Regions from separate parts of the Macaca mulatta genome. Here region 1 is linked to region 2. A link is a contact called in public Hi-C data. All regions are on one chromosome and are shown on one strand. The core of a region is the stretch at or near the end of the contact, and the rest is flanking DNA. Distances in the headings are between cores, read along the strand shown. Region 1 has its middle 490 kb from the start of MEX3C. Region 2 holds the start of DCC (DCC netrin 1 receptor).

Region 1 (4,568 bases), core at 1,825-4,324, 690 kb after region 2:
AACAGAGAATCTAGTATCTGCTCTCCTGGGCATATCTCTCACCTTCAGGAAATGCTGGTGCATTCTGAAACAGCTACCCCCTCCCCACCCCGACTTCTCCATGCCTCTTCTCTTCACTTCTTCTTGCATCATTTCTTCCTGTTCTCAGCCAGTTTTGGTAACCCTTAACACATTATTTTCAGATCTGGTGAATTATATATGCTTTGTTTTTTTTAATTTTGAGGAATGGATTTTGATAAGTCCCCAAATGATAGCAATAAATGTCGATTTATCAAGTCCTATTCATTCCGGGGCCTGTAGGATAGCCTTTTAACCAAATTCTCTATCTCTTTTCCCTCCCCAGGTCAATCCATCTTATATGTTGGTATTATGTGCTAATCTTTTGAAACGCAGGTCTTTCTAAAGATCAATTTATCCGTCTACTCAAAAGTGTGTAGCATTCTTTTCTTTCTTTTTTTTTTTCTTTCTTTTTTTTTTTTTTTGTTGTTGTTGTTGTTGTTGTTGTTGTTGTGAGACGGAGTCTCTCTCTGTCGCCCAGGCTGGAGTGCAGTGGCGCGATCTCGGCTCACGGCAAGCTCCGCCTCCCGGGTTCACGCCATTCTCCTGCCTCAGCCTCCCGAGTAGCTGGGACTACAGGCGCCCACAACCGCGCCCGGCTAATTTTTTGTATTTTTTAGTAGAGACGGAGTTTCACGGTGTCAACCAGGATGATCTCCATCTCCCATTTCCTGACCTCATGATCCACCCGCCTCGGCCTCCCAAAGTGTTGGGATTACGGGCGTGAGCCACCGCGCCTGGGGGAACTCAAACTCTTTAACCTGAAGCTGCCTGACATGTGGCTCTCACCTAAGCTTGCAGCAGCCTTGCTGCTCTCTATTTCTCTGTTTCTGCTCTCCTACTCTGTGTTCCCCATTTAGTCTCTTCTTGCAGACTTCTTTATTTTGTATTTGCCGTTTCTCGGTGCAAAAATCTCTTCCTCTCCGTTTATCTTTATACGAATACATCCTACCACTGAACCCCCAGCTGAAATAATTTTTGTCTTGCTCTATACTTTTCTGTACCCGCCGTAGAGTCTTTGTCTTTTTCTCTGATATTATCGTGATATTCACATTTATTGTCTTTTCTCCTACCATAAAGTCTCCAGAGAAGACAATCCTGCCTGATATATGTTAGTTTCCCACAAAACATTCTGCACAATGAAAATACTCCGTAAATATGTGTTGAATGAATGGACACAGAGTGGGGAACATCACACACAGGGGCCTGTGGGGGATGGGGGTCTGGGGGAGGGATAGCATTAGGAGAAATACCTAATGTAAATGACAAGTCGATGGGTGCAGCAAACCAACATGGCACATGTATACCTATGTAACAAACCTGCACATTGTGCACATGTACCCTAGAACTTAAAGTATAATTAAAAAAAAAATGTGTTGAATGAATGAGGTCACTCTCAGTATTTAATAAAAATAAAAATAAATATTGCCTTAAAGATTAATTATTCTGCTGGGCTTCAGGGACACCATCCTTCTATACATTAAGGAATTGTCATCTTACTGCGATTTTGTCTTTTCATGATATAGAATTTTTAAAGGAACCATCTATTACTGAGGGTGCCAATTAATTGAGCTCCAACTATCTGAGGTTTACCAGGTGTACATCGATGCTCTGTTACAGAATCCCTTCCCACTTCCCTGGTCACGCCCTCTCCTACCCTGCCTGATGCCTAATCCTGTCAAAGCCTGACCTAGGTCTATCCTTCCCTGAACACTTCCCCAATCTTCCAAGACACAGGGATAGGTTTTCCTATGAACTCTCAGAGCAAATTTGTTGGCACGATGTACTTAGCAAAAACTACCTTTTGTGTTACTGGAGTGACCAAATTTCTTATCTTCTCTAGTAGACTGGATTTTATCTTGAGGAAAGGGATGATATTGTACATCTGTTATCTTAAACTCTAATAACTGGATCATATCCATTAATATTACTACAAGGCTTCCAAGCTCCTCAGTCAGCTCAGCCCTACAAGTAGCTTCCTCAGAGACAGCCACCATGTAAAACCCAGCCACAGCATCTCAGACACATACCAGTTCTGATATCCTCCTTTAAAGACAAGCCTGCCATCAGTTGTTTTCCTCTGAGCTTTGATCTCTCAGCCTCAGTGTGGATGAGCATTTTTTGAGGCTGCCGATCCAAGCTTTGTCCACCATATAATGGACATGAATACTGAACTGGTGTTGCTGTACTGGGTTCCAGTAAACAAAGGGTATCAGCTGGTCACACCATTCTGACCACGATGAGGACCAGGAAAAAACAAAATGGCAGAATTTATCCCTAAAGCAAGTATGTATATGTGAGTGTGTTTCTGTATGTGTGATAAAAAAAAAAAATGATCCCCCCACACTCCCGCCCAACAGGTTATAATGCCTGTCCCTGTATAGTGTTGCTTGCCAAGGTCCCAGAGGGAAAGAACAAGTTGTAATTGTACAAAATTCACTAGAACCCCAAACATGACAGTACATGAAATCTGCACATGAATTAGAACGTATAAGTCATGTGTGTTCTCCGGCCGTGGTAGCAGGGCGAATTTTTCCATCAATGAAAATAAAAATAAAGCTAAACTATGAGCGCCACCTGGTGGAGAAATTTCTCAGTGCGCTACCCTCCTCCACCGAGAGGCCAGGTGGAAATGCCAAGGGCGGGGTGCGCCCCTGGATGTGATCATCTGCTGTTGCTCATACCCCATCTCACCCAGGACATTAGGCCACTTCCTTGGCGTACAGGGAATTGGGGGTAGTTGCCTGAGTCCTCGCCCTCTGATATGAGCAGCAGCTGACACAAGACAGCGACACAGGGACAGCTGGTGTGATGCTGCTGGCTGGTACAACAAAAACAAAAGCCCCGATGCAAATTCATGAGTGTATGTATCACTCACACATTCATCCACAGGACCCCGACGCACATTCATGAGTGTGTGTGTCACTCACACACTCATCCACAGGACCCCGACGCACATTCATGCGTGTGTCACTCACACACTCATCCACAGGACCCCGACACACATTCATGAGTGTGTGTATCACCCACACACTCATCCATAGGACCCCGACGCACATTCATGAGTGTGTGTGTCACTCACACATACATAGGACCCCGAGGGACCCTTCTCCCTTTCCCATGTCCTGCCAAGGGAGAGGCTCTGTACTCTCCCTTTCTTAACTTTATTGTCTTTTCAGGACTTCCCTTTGCCCTTGAAGGACATTGTGACCTATGTAAATTCTGGGGTGGGACTGGCTGTAAATCCTATGGCAGGGAGTAGCCAGTAAGATCTGTCCTGTTACTGGCAACAGTCTAAGGATCTCCCTGGCGAGTTGTGTCACTCACCCGTTTTGCTTTCTATCCCAGCCAGTGACACGGACTTAAATTTGTCATGCAAGTTTGAATTGCTATTCAAGACTGCAAGAGAGGCTGGAACTGGACTCCTGGGTTCAATCTTCAAAGCGTTTCTGTCTAGCAGCTGCCATTTTGGACAAGCTCCTCGGTGAGGGAATCAATGAGACAGCATTTATCTTCCTGACAGAACGGCCCCCTAAGAGGCTGTTTGTTTTTGTGCTGGCACTGAGGAAGATACAGCTTAGATCCAGGCCCTGCCTCAGTGACTTCGCAAAGGGACAGGTTCTCCTCACCACAGTGACCACACTGAAGCCACTGACAGGGCAGGAGCCTTGGGGTTGCAGGTCCGGCAGCGGGACAGAGGTTCTCAGCAGAGGCCACACTTGAGAGAGCTGCATGCTGTTCAGGCGGGAGCCTTGTCTTTGTGAGCTGGAGCTGTTGGCTGCCTGCCATTTGTACAGCCTGAAGGAGTGTGTGTCTGTGGGAAGTGCATCCGCAGAGTCAGGCAGACCTGGATTGCATCTTGGAGCAGATGCTACCATCCCTGTAACCTTTCTTAACTCACTTCACCTCCCTGGGTCTCCTAGTTACCATCTATACAATGGGGATAATATGGCTTTCCTCATGGGGTTATTATAAGATCTAATGAATACAACAGTGCCTCACACAAGCAGGACTCAGTATTCATTCCCTACAGTTTTATCTTTGGAAAATAAGAAAACAACTATTTATGTTTGTGTATGTATGTGTTTATGATTTTTTTGCATATAGTTAATAACAATGAAAATGTACTTCTTTGGACACCAGAACTTTTTAAAACTAAAGCACATTGCTTCATTTTAGATTATCTAAAGAAATTAGCACTTAGAGGCCATGTTTTCACAATTTTTTCTTTTAGAACTTTAAAGATACAATATGATCCCTGTGCAACTGGGGTATTTTACATACTAGGAAATCTTTTTGCAACCAATCTTATTTGTTTTTCAGATAATACTCCGTAAGTAAATAAGTTTTTGCCCTTGGTAATTTTTTATTTCCTGCAAGGCGGAATTCTTTTTTCTTAGTAACAGAAACATTTATTAAACACTTAGATGTGGTAGACAGTGTTCTGCTTTTTTGTGTTTTCTAAATTTATTTTAGAAACAAAATTTACTGCTCTTGGTATACAGTTTTAT
Region 2 (5,169 bases), core at 33-2,532:
TTGGAAGTACCACAACAAATTAGCTGTCCCTTTCCCGATTCTCAATCACCAAGTCCAAAAATCCAAACCAAAAGGAGATGTATTCACACACCAACGACTCAGCCCCACCATCTACATTCTGCGCAGACTTCCTCAAAGCCCCTGCACGTCCTTCTCGCCTGCCCCTGTTGCCCCAATCCTCCCCACTTGGTAGGTTTCTGAGGCTTTAAGGATACAACCCAGTTCCTTTCAAGGATATCCCCACCACCTGCCCCAGCCCGCCGGCTCTCCAAACCAACGCAAGTATTTGCAGAAGCAAAAATGCGTGAAGCATCGGATTTTAAAACAGCGAAGGGGTGCCCCTAGCACCCAGCCCCACCATCATCCGCTCCCAGGGAAGAAAATAACACTTCTATCTTTTATCATCGGTGAGGAAATTGGGGGGGGGGGGCAGCGCAAGCGCCAAATCTCTTGCTATCCCCCACCCCAATTCTACTACTCGCCAAATGAGATGAGAAGGGAAGTGGGGTACGGAAGGGGGTGCGACGAGAAGAAAGGAAAGAACCACTTACCGGTTACTTGAAGATGCGCGCTGAGCAAGGAAGCTCCGAAGAGTACAAAAGCCAGCTTGGGTACCCAAACACATCCAAGACTATTCTCCATATTTCAGCCAACACCTTCGGGGCCAGGGGTCGTGGGCAGCGACAGCACTCACACACATGCACTCACACACGCATGCACACATGCACACACACGCGCCGAGCCCCTTCGGCTTCCTCCTCCTCCTCCTCGTCCTCTTCCTCCACCTCTTTCTCCACCTCCCCTGTGCCTCTGCTGCCTTCGAAGCCTTTTTCCTTGTCCACTGACAGAATCAGCAGCAAAAGCAGGCAGCAAAAAGTTCCATTCGGTCCAAGAGATCCCGAGCCCCGGTAAAACCTTGGAAAACTAACTCAAGGAAACGGAGGGAGCCAGAGGAGGGAAGACAGCTCTCTGAGGGTCTCGCAAGTCATCAATAAACCACATCCAGGAGGGACCAAGAGGAGATGGAAGGCAATCCTGTGGCCGGGCTGTGCATTAAAAGGTTGAGGCTGGTTCCATGTCGTCTGTTGGGTAAAGTTGAAGAGACAATTCCGCGCGAGAGCTGGAGATGCTGCTGGTTTTTCTTCCAAGAGCCGAGGGGACCGAGGGAGGAGAGGCGGGGTGGGGGGACTGCGGGGTGGAGCGCTCTCACTTGTTACTGGGGTGTCCGCCAGTGGTGTGCGAGCTGAGAGTTGGAACCGTACTACACATTGATCCGGAGAAGTGGAGGGCTGGAAGGGAAAATGTGGAGACCGGAGGGAAAGGAACTGGATCAGGCAAAGATTCCACGGGAAGGGGGTGGGGGCACAGAGACTATGGCTTAGGGAAAAAAGAGCGGACGCAGGAGGCTTCCAGCAGCTGCATTTGCCTGGTCTACGTATCAATGCGCAGGGATGCCCTCTGTGGGCAAAGCGTGGGAAGTCACTTTTGTCAATGGAGCCTGCGAACATCCTGAGCGTCTGGAGGTTTTGCAGCGACTGTGTTTGACACTCAGCCTTCAGGAAATTATTTGTATTTGACTGTAAAACCTAGGCGGGTGTTTAAGGCGGAGCAGATGGCCAAGATGTTTAGTTCCTTCTCTGCCCTTGGCATGATTTAAAATATAATTTTTCATTTGGAAAGGATCACCTGACCCAACTCCCTTCTAAGACGGGTGGAAAATCGAGATCCTGAAACACACAGCGGACAAAGGCCAGAAGTTATTTCCTGACATAATAGCTAGGGGCCTTCTTTTGTAGGACGTTTCATGTCGTCTGTGTTCTCTCTTCTCTCTTGTTTTCTTTAACATATTTAAAAGCACTTTTCATGTTCTAGGTGTTCTGTTGGCTCCCACGAAATAGTTGGGACATCTAGTGAAACTCAGTCTCTATCCTCAAGGGGTTTGTGATCCGTTGGGAGAGAAGCTAAATGGATAATTATAAAGTATGGTGACAAATATGATGGTTCACGTCATGGAGGGGGTGCTCTGGGAGAACAAGAAAGACATTTCTTCAGTCCCTGGCACATAAAGTGAAGCAACCATGCACAGGCGTGCGCACACACACACACACACACACACACACACACACACAGCAGGAAACTTAGGAAGGTTGAACAGTAAAGCCCTTTCAGGAAACTGTTTAAGCTGAGTTCCTTTGTGTAACTTGTCTCTGCTGCAGGACCTCAAGCTCCTTTGAGAGGAGAGAGGTTGTATGCCACCCATCTTTGCACTCCTCACAGGTGCTAGCATAGAACTTGGAATTCTGCACATGTTGATACGTTTTTGCTGAATAAGTGAACTTACAAACCAATGAATTTGGCCGGGAAGGATAATGAATAGAAATGTCATTCTAGTAAAAGTACTGTCGTTTAAGGAGATGTTCAGCGGCGGGTTCAGACCATTCCTCACTAGATTGTTCCCCACCTATTCTTGTTACCCTCCCATGCTCCCCAGGCTGTGAGCAGAGAGAATGTGAATATCTATTTAAGAAGACAGGCATGGGGGAAAGCATGAAAAATACAGGATAAAATCATCATCAGGGAAACTCCTATGATGCTGGAACTAGACAACAGTGTTTTAGATCCCTAGTCATGCCCATTCCTTCCTGTCTCAGAAAAGTTAAAATATGAAGTGCCTGTGATCACTAAAGCAAAACCTTCAAAGTAGCTTACATGGATGGGTTCTTTAGAGTGGGATAAAACTCTTTGGTTACCCCCAAATTTCTTGAAACACTCAAAACTTCCATTAGCTGAGGTGAAGCCTCTGGTGGTTCAGGACGGTTCTACAGCAAGGGTTCTTAACCCAGTCCATTAATCTTCCAGGGAAGTCTCTGCCAACAAAATTCAGGAAGTTTGTGAATATCCTGAAATTTTATGAAAAAAATGATTGGCTTGTGTGAACATGCTCTTTATTACTGGGAAGGGAGTCTTTAGCTTTCAGTAGATGTATAAGGTGAGTTCAAGCCTGCCTCCCTGCCAAAATGATGTAAAGAACCATTGCATAAGATAGTAGGCATGAGGGAAGAGTTGCAACTTCTTCTTAAGACTAATGAAGTCCTGTATTTCCCACATCAGTAATAGGATGTTCTCAACAAGTGGGAGGGAAGGCAGGAACCCAAGAATGGTCCATGCTGCTCAGATCTGGATTTTTCTTCAAATTTGTTTTAAGTTCATGGGTACATGTGCAGGATATGCAGGCTTTTTACGTGGGTAAATTTGTGCCATGGTGGTTTGCTGCACAGATCATCCCATCACCTAGGTATGAAGCTCAGCATCCATTAGCTATTCTTCTTGATGTTTTCCCTCTCCTCACCCCTCCCTCTGACAGGCCCCAATGTGTGTTGTTCCCTTGCCATGTGTCCATGTATTCTCATCATTCAGTTCCCACTTATAAGTGAGAACATTGTGGAAGAGAGTGTGGTGATTCCTCAAAGACTTGGAGGCAGAAATACCATTTGACCCAGCAATCCCATTACTGGGCATATATCCAAGGGAATGTAAATCATTCTATTATAAAGATACATGCACACATATGTTCTTTGCAGTACTATTCATAATAGCAAAGATGTGGAATCATCCTAAATGCCCATCAATAATAGACTAGACAAAGAAAATGTGGAATACTATGAATAAAATGTGGAACACCACAGAATACTATGCAGCCATAAAAAGGAATGAAATCATGTCCTTTGCAGGGATACAGATGAAGATGGAAGGCATTATCCTCAGAAAACTAATACAGAAACAGAAAATAAAATACCACTTAGATCTCCTTAACGGTACCTTGTTCAGCCTCACATAGCAGCTCTAGGGATCAAGTTACTCTTCACTATGGCCCTTGACCCCTATACCAAGTAGTACAAGCCATCAGTCCACTGACCAATGAGCTTCTACAAAAGACCATTGACTTCTCTTCCTCTTAAATACTCACTTGGTTCCACAGCTAGCCTCTGAAAGTTGCTTGTACTCTCTTCCCCAATACTCTTTCTTTCATCTTAGATAACTCAGCTTCATTTTAGAGTATTCTCTTGGAAACAGCTTTGATATTTTCTGACTTGCAGTTCAGTGATTTATACTTGAGAGACACTGTGTCTCCTCATCTCTACTCTCAGAGGTATCAGAGGTATCAGACCCACATAGCCTCTTACGGTGGGGGGGGGGGGAATATCAAAAGATCAAGCAAAAACAGGAGAGAAATGGGGGCCACAGAAAATAGTTTAGCGTAGGTGATACTCTTCACGTAGGATTTAAGAAGTTTTATGTTGAAACACCCCTTCTGAGATTTAATCTGATGATAGAATATACAGATGTCCAGACACACTTTTGAGTTCAGAAGGTCCATTAATCTATACTTTCATTTTTTTCAAATCACATATACCCTTAGTTATGTGTGTATTAGGGGTGGGGGTGTATCAGGAGCATTGATTTTCTGAGATTAGACCTAGGAAATAAGACAAATTAAAAGTGTACAATTCCTTTCAGAACCTCCATTTTGGAACTACATTATTGTCTTGTTTTTATTCTGAAAATTAATTATCTGAATCTACTTTTTGTTCTCCCAATATCATGATCTGACTTTCAATACTTTCTAAAACATATTTGAGAAATATATTTGCAAAAACAATAGCATCTAGTCAAAAGGTATTATAAAGCTATGAATTTTATTACATTGCAGATCAAGTCACGTGAATGTGACAATATAATAGTTCACCATTTAGTCATTTAAGAAAGCCAATTATTGTATAGACTTTTGGGCTATGTGCTATCTATATGGAATATACAAATATAAATATTATGTGGTCATTTGACATGGGCTAATTTACAATCATGGGGTGAAGTGGCATATTTTAGGTGATATTTGTGGGCTTCTTGTTTTTGTTTTTTATTTGCTTGCTTGTCTTGTTCCTAATCTCTTCTAACTTATTGTAATAACAGGTCTTACAGTTTGCTCTGAGAGTACCACTGCTCCACATTTCTCAACTACAAAATTGAGGTAATGGATCCTGAGTCACTTTAGTCACGCAGAGTAGCCTGTCTTTCTGATCATGATGAAAAATTCAGAACTGAGCCCATCAGCCAATCAGACTGTGGAAGAGTATGAGTTTCAATGAAGGGACTAATTTAAAAGAAATC

Evidence for each region. Hi-C and Micro-C count contacts between places; a contact is called where the count stands out from the background.
Region 1: a contact with region 2 is called in a Hi-C map of fetal cortical plate, with 2.3 times the contacts expected there. The contact joins the enhancer-like site here to the promoter of DCC in region 2. A contact is called at or near these places in 2 of 14 Hi-C or Micro-C datasets (fetal cortex germinal zone and fetal cortical plate).

Annotation. Positions count from the first base shown.
Region 1 is chr18:40,614,842-40,619,409 of T2T-MMU8v2.0, forward strand. No RefSeq gene overlaps it. Among named protein-coding and RNA genes, the nearest start is that of MEX3C, 490 kb to the right of the region's middle. Within about 2 kb of position 3,075, at least 8 of the 40 cell types and tissues checked have an H3K27ac peak or open chromatin away from gene starts, as enhancers often do. A contact at or near this core is called in fetal cortical plate, where this site is marked.
Region 2 is chr18:39,923,703-39,928,871 of T2T-MMU8v2.0, forward strand. DCC (DCC netrin 1 receptor) reads right to left here and starts at 1,283. Exons shown (of 29, transcript XM_028837901.2): 1 at 552-1,283. The coding sequence starts at 642.